3 separate regions of the Mus musculus genome follow, and regions 1 and 2 are each linked to region 3. Evidence: chromatin contacts called from public HiChIP or PLAC-seq data. All regions are on one chromosome and are shown on one strand. Each heading gives the region's core, a stretch centred on a gene start, on an enhancer-like site or on the middle of the called end of the contact. The rest is flanking DNA. Distances are from core to core; before and after follow the strand shown. Region 1 has its middle 130 kb from the start of Gm33843. Region 2 has its middle 91 kb from the start of Gm33897. Region 3 holds the start of Btg1 (BTG anti-proliferation factor 1).

Region 1 (2,700 bases), core at 143-2,642, 150 kb after region 3:
CCTGCTTTAAAATGTGTTCCTGTCCTCTTTTAAGGACTGATTGGAACCAAGATGACAAGAACCAAACCTCCAGAGAAAGATCGCTGTACTGTGAAATTCAAGCAGAGAGAAATGGCACAGCCATGTTCGACCTCACCCAGTAGTGGAATCTAAACACGCTCCACATGGTTCAGAGAGAGAACCAGAGAGAGGTCTGTCTGGTGAGATAAGTCACCAAAAATTTAAAATTTGCTTATCACCCTTCACAGAAATGAGCCATATTTTCAAGCTCCATGAGCTTCCTCCAATTTGACCAACAAAGTTAGAGTGTTGAGAACAGTTTCCGCGTGACTCTAGAACCAAAGTCTTATTTTGGGGGCTTTTGGAATTGTCTCTGTCCAGATATCCAGAGGTCAGAGTGGTCTTTGTTGGAGACTCTGTAGGAGGCTCACCATAGGAGAAAGATCATTTCCCAGCTGAGAGCCATCCAGGAGATAGGGGAGGGAAACAGATGGTTTTATGAGGGTTTGACTTCTACTTTAAGCCTCGATTCTGGAAATGGCAGTGGTATTGTGGTTCAGCCCTGGTAGCATCTGTCACAGGGATGCCAGGCTTAAATATCACAGTGCTCTTTCAAGCACAAATTATATTAAAAGTAGTTTCTGCCTTCCAGGGACTCCCTTGCCTTAAAAGCATCCATCGTCTGTCTCCTTCTGCCTGTGTATTAAACCTAAGCTCATAGATATTCCCTCCGGCTTGCCTTCATCTGGTCTTCCATCTTTTTACCATCGTGTCCTGTAGACCAAGGACTGTCAGACTTCTTTTCTATAAAAAGGCAAATTGTAAATATTTGAGTCTCGGGGCCATGTGTTCTCTGTCACCACTGTTCAGCCCTGCTGTGACAGAACAAAAGCACTCATGGACAATATGTAAGTTAAAGAACATGGTTGGGCTTCAATAAAATTTTATTTACAAGAACAAGGTAGCGGGCTGCATTTGATTTGGCCCGAGGTTGTAGTTTGCCAACTTAACTTCTATTTTAGATGGAGCAAATGTGTTCCTTTTCATACTCATTTCCCTTGCCTTGTAGGCTCTTGGGTTTTTTTTTTTTCTCCAAGCTCAAGTTGCTTAATTAATTAAAACTCATTAGTCACTGAAAGAATATTGTGTGCCAGATGCTGTCCTTGGGTCTAAAGATGCAACAGCGAAAAATAAGCTTTCTATTATTATGGAATTTAGGTTCTACAGAATGAAGAGAACAATGGAAACACATTCTGGGTGAAGAAGGATGAACACAGGATGCATGTGGAGGCGGAGGGCTGTTTTGTAGACGAGAAAAGTCACATTGATGAAATGGTTCAGTGACAGTGATAAAAATCAAGGACAAGTTCAATCTGCAATAGATGTGGGTATAACGGGAAGTTGTCAAGGTGGACAGAACAGGAAGTGCAAAGCACCTGAGGTAGAACCTCCTTGGCCTGTGGGATGCAGTGCAAAGATGCTGGCATTGTTGGAGGGCTCCAAATGGGTGTGGGATGAGATGAAAATTGTAGTGTTGAGCAAGATTTGCTAAAGCCATGGAAAGGACCTAAGATCAGAAGCATTGAAAAGTAGAGATGAAAGAATGGAACATATTCATTGTGCGTGAATGGGAACATTGACAGCTATGTGTAGTGCAGTAGGAAGGATAGGGTCAAAGTGGAAGGACCTGGCTAAAGGTGACAACTGCTATCTAGGGTTCTAAAGCAGAGGGATTAAGACACCACTTTCTGAATGACGTTTGAAGGCATGGTGGAACAATGGAGTATAAAAGAAATACATAGTAAAGGGCAGAGCCAAGGGATTAGAAGGAGGGGCTTCGGACTAATTAAGGTAGTGAGGACTAAGGGAGAAATAGAGTGGGTAGCAATAGTCTAACTTTATTTTATTTATTTCTATCATGTTAAGCTTGAGATGATATTTGGACTTTTCTCTGTGAAATGCTGAACAGTTGGGTAAGCATGCCTTGAAGTTCACTGGCGATGTCAAAGGCAGAGACAGACATTTGAGAACTACCTGTAATCAGCACTTATGGTTGTGAGGTGACATAGGGCGTCCGAGAAAGAATTGAGAAGAAGAGTGATCAGGAAGGCAGCATTCAGATGATTTGACCTTAAGTAGATTAAAAAGTAAAACAAAAAACCAATGAAGAAAGCCCAGTGAGGCAGGAAGTAAAGTAAGAAAAAGTGACCTCCCAGGCACTAAGGGGAGTTTCTTTAGAAGGAGGAACTGAATAAGTGTGGGATTTTGCAAACATATTGAGCAAGTTGAAGGCTGAGACATAGCACAGATCCAGCAACACTGGAACCACACTGACTTTTCCCACGGTGGTCTGAGGAGCAGTGACGAGGGAAAACTACAGAGGCTGTATAAAACAGGTCATGAAAACCCCCGAACATTTCCTTCCTTGAGATACTTGATAACATTTCCCGAACATTTCCTTCCTAGAGATACTTGATAATACTTATGGTGGTTAATCTTAATTTTCAACTTAATTTAGAATTACCCAGGAGACACCTCAAGGCCAGCCTCTGAAAGGGTTTCAAGAATGGCTTCTCCAAGGAGACAAGAACCATTCTGGGTGTTGGTGGCATCATCCCATCAGCTGGATTTCTAGAATAAAGAAGAGAGGGAAGGGAGAAGGTACCAGCTTCCATTCCTCCCTGCTTGCTGACTACAGAC
Region 2 (2,700 bases), core at 7-2,506, 190 kb before region 3:
TGCAGAGACGTACTAGAAGAAAGAGGAGGAAGAGAGAGGGAAAAGGACGCTGTTGGTTTCTAGCAGTGTGGACATAGAGACAACCCAAACACAAATGCATCTCAATGACTATGTCAAGTACCCAGCCACTAATAATTCCCAAGCAAAAACCCATTGGCAAAATTGAACAGGACCACCCATGAGCAGCTATGAAGCCCTTATCAAAAAACAATAAAAACTATAATATTATTCTCTTGATGAGAACACTCACAAGTAACACTAGAAAAATAGCTGGCATATATATATATATATATATATATATATAAAACCTTTCCCTCGACCTTTGTCTATGTCTGTCTATTTATACCAAACATGTGGAAGGCCAGTACCGTGCTTCTCTTCTCTTTGCTAAGGTAGACAATCTGGATTTATTTTGCATTTATCACCGTTAAACATTTTGGTTGAGCTTTACCCTAAAACCAATGTTATGATTCTCTTCACCTTGTCTGAGACTCAGCTCAGTCAGGAATGCAATCGGCTTCTTCCCCAGAAGCAAGGAGTTCTAAGGAGCAAGGTGAGACAGGAAGACAATCATGTTAAGAGGGTTTTTTTGTTTGTTTGTTTGTTTGTTTGTTTGTTTTAAATGTGCAGATTTTAATTTTGGTTGAACAACATAATGAAGTCTATTAAGATCTCAGCTTGTCTGTGAGACTTTTATTTCAATAGAGCCCTGTTGATTTGAAATCATACCTTTGTTTCAAAGGGCAAATTGTTCGAGTTATGTCGGCATTTTAAGGTTGTCTTTTTCTCCCCGATGGAAATATATTGTGTTTGACCAAAAGATGGTCTTCAATGACTAAAATAAAAAAATAACACAGAGAGGGTTGTTGCCGAGGTGCATTTACTTTAAACTATATGCAGTCTCTAAAGTACTTAGATGCATAAAGTTATTACCCCTATATTATTGCTATCTATCATCCCAACTGCTAATAAGATTCCTTAGATATGCTGAACTAAAGCGCTAAGCCATTGTTGAGGCTTTTCCTGTCATTCCACACTCAGCCACCTCTGGGGCGGGCTCCCTCCTTCTCGCCCCCCCCCCCCGCCCCCACTGCAGTTTCTTTCACTTGTGTAGACCCAGCGTTCACAGGAAAAAGAAGCCTAAGTGACAGCAAAGCCCAAGGCTTGGCTGATCAACCAAACAGGCCTGTGTGTCTTACTCCTGGGGAAGCCTATAACTATCAGAAACATTCTCCTCTCCTTAGTCATCTGTTAGTCAGGCCACGCTTGCCAGCCCCTTTCCTTCTCCTTTGGCACGAACATCTTCAGTTTCATCTTTGTCTGTGGTATATGTGGTGTAAAGTTGAAATGTATTTTGGACCTTGGTTACATTCTGCTTCACACACACTAAATCCATGTCTCCCTGTAACAGTTAAAATGAACACAGTTGCGACTGGAGAGATGGCTCAGCAGCTGACTACAGTTGTTACTTCTATAGAGGAGTGGAGTTTAGCACACAGTTCAGTTGATAAAACATTCTGTAACTCCCGCTCCAGGTGAGCATACATTCTCCTCTGGCTTCTAAGTCCTCATATATGCACACTTCACACATTCAGAGAGATACACGTGTACATAAATAAATAATAAACATCTTTTTTTTTAATTAACAGTTTTCATTTCTGGATCGATATAAATTGAACACTCTATTGATTCAAAAATTTGTGTATACTATTTCTTTTTAAATTTGTAATATTTATTGATTGATTTATTGACTGGTTTATTTATGTGATAGAGTAAGGCATGTCCCACAGCATATGTGTCAGTCAGAGAAAACCTCGTGGGAGTTCATTCTCTTGTTCTATTCTGTGGGTTACAGGGTTGAGCTTCTGTCCTCAGACCTAGCATCAAGCACCTTTATCCACTGGGACATCTCACTGGCCCCATTCTTGGTACTTTGAGAAAAGGTTTTCATCTGTATATTCTTCTATTTCCATTTAAATGCAAAATTTCCATTGTGTTTACGTAAGCAACTCAAATCATTGACATAGGAAGCAGTTCAGAGAGTATGGAAGTACGAATGAGGGATGTCTTCACAGATCACAATGTAATCTGTTCTATGCAGATGAACTCAACTTTTCACACCATCAGGATTTCATCACAAAAGATGGGCCTGCCTGAGATACTGCTCATGAAAAGTCAATAACTGCTTTTAAAACAAACATAATTCTGACTTTTGGGAAAAGCCCATCTATCTTTGTGGGCCTTTTTCTTCAAAGTAGCTTCTAATAATTGCAGATGAGTGTGTTTATTCCTTCAGTGAGGCACGTGTATTGCTTCTTAACATCTTCTAGGAGAAAGATTGGCAAGTTAGAGGAGATGAGTAGAATTATCTTCAAAATTTGTTTCATTTCTCATCTTTGTTTTTTGCTCTTTGAGTAATGCAAGTATGGAAAAAGTAGCATTTTGTATGTTAAAGCAGAGAGGATTTTAGAGCAGAAACCTAGCCCTGCTGTAAATTACAACACTTCAGGATTGCATGTTCCACATAATGAAGGACAAGAAAGGTTTTTTAATGAGTGTTCTAAAAGGGCATCACTCATAGCAATGACGGAGCTAGCCGTTTCATTACTGGTCTCATTAGTTCACATGAGTAATTTGAAGGATTATTCTCTGTTAATGTCAGAGAAGGAAACTGAGAGGCTTCGAAATGATACCAAGACA
Region 3 (2,700 bases), core at 97-2,596:
GTTGATGCGAATACAACGGTAACCTGATCCCTTGCACGGCTTTTCTGGGAACCAGTGATGTTTGTAATGTTCTGTGGAAGAAAAGAACAGAGAAACAATGCTCAGGACGGTAGTCAACGCAGCCGTACCGTAGCGTACTTTCCTCCTCCTGCTGCTAGCTTCTTAGCGAAGCGAAAATGAAAACCACCAACTTTCACAAATGTCCGGGACCGAATTCGCTGTCGTGAGACAGAATAGAGAAAGCAAAGACACTGTGGCAAACACTGTCCGGGTACTGACCGGTTGAGCCGCCAAAACAGGAATCCCGCGCGCAGCCCTGGATGGCCAACTAGCTGGATGGCACAGGCAAGCGGGCGGGAACCTGTTTACTTTCTCCACCCCAACGGGGTCCCATACAATAGACTTTATGGAACTGGTGGGGGGTGGGGGCAAGACAACGCCACTATGGCCAGTTAACCCCAAAGGGAAGAAAACCCAAGAAACCTTAAACCAAGATCTGGGTTGGGTTGTAATTGTACCGGTGACAAATCCGATGATTAATGGGCAAGAGGCACAGGAGGTGCGGAGACCTGGCACGTCCGTCCCGGGCCGGCTCCGAAACACAGAGGCGACAAGCCACCCAGGGGCTCAGCCGCAGACTCTCGCAACGGTCGCGGCGACCCGGCAGAGGAGACCGACGGGACTCCGGGCCCTGGGTCTTTTGTCCCCCGCGACCGGCCGGTAGCCGTCGGGGCGCAGCTCCGCGTCGCCCCGCTTCGGATCCTTTGTTGTGCGTGTCGCGGCGCCCCGCCGCCCAGCTCCCCCCCCCTCCCCCAGCCACGACCGGGACGCGCCCGTTAGTGGCGACCCGCGACGGTCCCCGCGCCCCGCTCACCTGCCAGCAGCTCCTGCAGGCTCTGGCTGAAAGTCTGCAGCTGTCGCTCGCTCGTGAGCCCCTTGGTGCGGAGGAACTTGGAGATGAAGGACACCGCGGCGGCGATCTCGCCTATCATGGTGGCGGCCCGGGTGTAGAAGGGATGCATGGGGGCGGCGGCCGGGGGTGGCCCGGGGCGGCCGGGGCTCGGCCCCGACGGCGAAGCGGCCACCCCGGGCTCTCGCCCAGACCCGACGGCCGAGAGGAAGCGAGGGCGCGAGGCGCGGACGGCTACTGGTTCTAGGGGATTTTTTTTCTTTCCTTTAGAGTAAAAAAGTTATTTTCAAGCCAGGAGGCGGCAGGAGAGACAGAGAGAGACGAGCGATGGCGGCCTGGTCACATCGCTCGGACCTCCCCAGCCGCCTCCGCCTCCAGCTCGGTAGCCTCCGAGGATCCCGAGAGTTGCATTTCCAGCTCCGAGGGGCGAAGAGCTGCCGCCGCCGTGCAGCTCATTTTATAGGGCTGCGGAAAGGAAGTGGCGTACCCGGGGCGTGAGGGCGGACGCCAGCCAATCCGGAGATCGCACCATTGTGACGCAGGCAGATTCGGGGCTGGAGGGGGCGGGAGAAAGGCCGCCAGGGGGCGTGCCCAGAGGCCGGGATGAGAGGGAGGAGCTGACGTAATCTGCTTGTAAACAAATAAACCCCCCGAGTGGCAGCCTGAGACTCCGGAGCGGTGGAGGGCGGAGAAAGAAGCCAAGGAGGCGCGTGTGAAAGCTCCGCCCCCGAGCTAGCTCCGCCCCCGGTTCGGGCCAGCGGGGACCCTCCAGTCCCCGAGCGGGCTCCGGGTTCCTCACTTACTGCGGTGTGGCTGGAACCTCAGGACTGAGGTTCGGTCTCCGCAGCCCCAGTCCTTTGCGTACCCCATGTTTACATCTGAGCCCAGTTCCAGCCGGCTTGGCTGGCAGCCCTGGCGGGAGGAGCGTGCGGTGGCGGAGACTAAGGCTCCGCTAGGGAATGGAAGGAAGGACTCGCTCCCTGGAGCTATCCTGCGGCTTAATCCAAGCCATTGCCCCTAGGGTTTGCAGAACCCCGGGGGGCTGGGGGGGGGGAGAAGATGAGCCTTGAAACTCATAAAAATCTGCATATGTATTTTAGAAAGGCACAACAAATTCGTTTTTCTAGTTCAAGTGATGTCAGAACTTTAGAGTTGTGCTGCTGTTGACACATAAGATAAAACTTTAAGCTTGTCGAGAGTGTTAAGCATAGACACCCATATTTACTGGCAAAGACGGTTGTAAACAGCCTAGAAAAAAAGGAAAGCATGAGCCTGCTAAAACTATTAGACCCAAAATAGGGTTAACCCAACTCTCTTAAAGTAGGAGAAGGGAGAGAAAACAATGAAGTCCAGGCAGGAAGAAGAAAGCAAACAAGAGGCAGAAGTTGAACTCTACCAGATGGAAATAAATATTTAGAGTTTAGTTGGTCATCAGATGCAATACACACCACTTTAAAATATATATATGTGTGTGTGTGTGTGTGTGTGTGTGTGTGTGTGTGTGTGTGTATGGAGCTAGAGGAGAAACAAGAGGATAATTGGTTCTGAAATTAATTTGAAAAGGTGACCTATACATCATTTATCATTAATATACAATACTTAAGTACCCACATATTATCTAAAGATAATGTTAGAAAGCACTTCAGAAAGTATCAAGTTTTTTTTTATAATAAACTGAATCAAAAAATAACATCTTTGTGCATGTGTGTGTGTGCGTGTGCGTGTGCGTGTGCGTGTGCGTGTGTGTGTGTGTGTGTGTGTGAATTGTCAGATAGGACTTTCTGAAAACA

Evidence for each region. HiChIP or PLAC-seq counts read pairs in DNA pulled down with a chosen protein or histone mark.
Region 1: a contact with region 3 is called in an H3K27ac HiChIP or PLAC-seq map of bone marrow-derived dendritic cells, with 6 times the contacts expected there. The contact joins the enhancer-like site here to the promoter of Btg1 in region 3. A contact is called at or near these places in 8 of 39 promoter capture datasets (the 3T3-L1 cell line, 3T3-L1-derived adipocytes, the C10 cell line and 5 more), 1 of 15 datasets of contacts at CTCF or cohesin (CD8 T cells), 22 of 484 Hi-C or Micro-C datasets (the BV-2 cell line, CD4 T cells, CD8 T cells and 15 more), 13 of 115 datasets of contacts at active chromatin or transcription factors (CD8 T cells, the SCID.adh cell line, Th17 cells and 10 more) and 4 of 9 other capture datasets (adipose tissue, bone marrow-derived macrophages, liver and 1 more).
Region 2: a CTCF HiChIP or PLAC-seq map of the NIH/3T3 cell line shows a contact between it and region 3, with 28 read pairs. The contact joins the enhancer-like site here to the promoter of Btg1 in region 3. A contact is called at or near these places in 2 of 39 promoter capture datasets (the 3T3-L1 cell line and 3T3-L1-derived adipocytes), 1 of 15 datasets of contacts at CTCF or cohesin (the NIH/3T3 cell line), 9 of 484 Hi-C or Micro-C datasets (the 3T3-L1 cell line, 3T3-L1-derived adipocytes, the AML12 cell line and 4 more) and 9 of 115 datasets of contacts at active chromatin or transcription factors (the NIH/3T3 cell line, the SCID.adh cell line, embryonic forebrain and 6 more).

What each region holds. Positions count from the first base shown.
Region 1 is chr10:96,465,738-96,468,437 of GRCm38.p6, reverse strand. No RefSeq gene overlaps it. Among named protein-coding and RNA genes, the nearest start is that of Gm33843, 130 kb to the left of the region's middle. Within about 2 kb of position 1,392, at least 53 of the 459 cell types and tissues checked have an H3K27ac peak or open chromatin away from gene starts, as enhancers often do. A contact at or near this core is called in CD8 T cells, the N1E-115 cell line, adipose tissue and 4 more, where this site is marked.
Region 2 is chr10:96,805,332-96,808,031 of GRCm38.p6, reverse strand. No RefSeq gene overlaps it. Among named protein-coding and RNA genes, the nearest start is that of Gm33897, 91 kb to the right of the region's middle. Within about 2 kb of position 1,256, at least 40 of the 459 cell types and tissues checked have an H3K27ac peak or open chromatin away from gene starts, as enhancers often do. A contact at or near this core is called in the NIH/3T3 cell line, the SCID.adh cell line, embryonic fibroblasts and 1 more, where this site is marked.
Region 3 is chr10:96,615,647-96,618,346 of GRCm38.p6, reverse strand. It overlaps Btg1 (BTG anti-proliferation factor 1), which reads right to left and starts at 1,346. Exons shown (of 2, transcript NM_007569.2): 1 at 875-1,346; 2 at 1-71. The coding sequence starts at 1,022.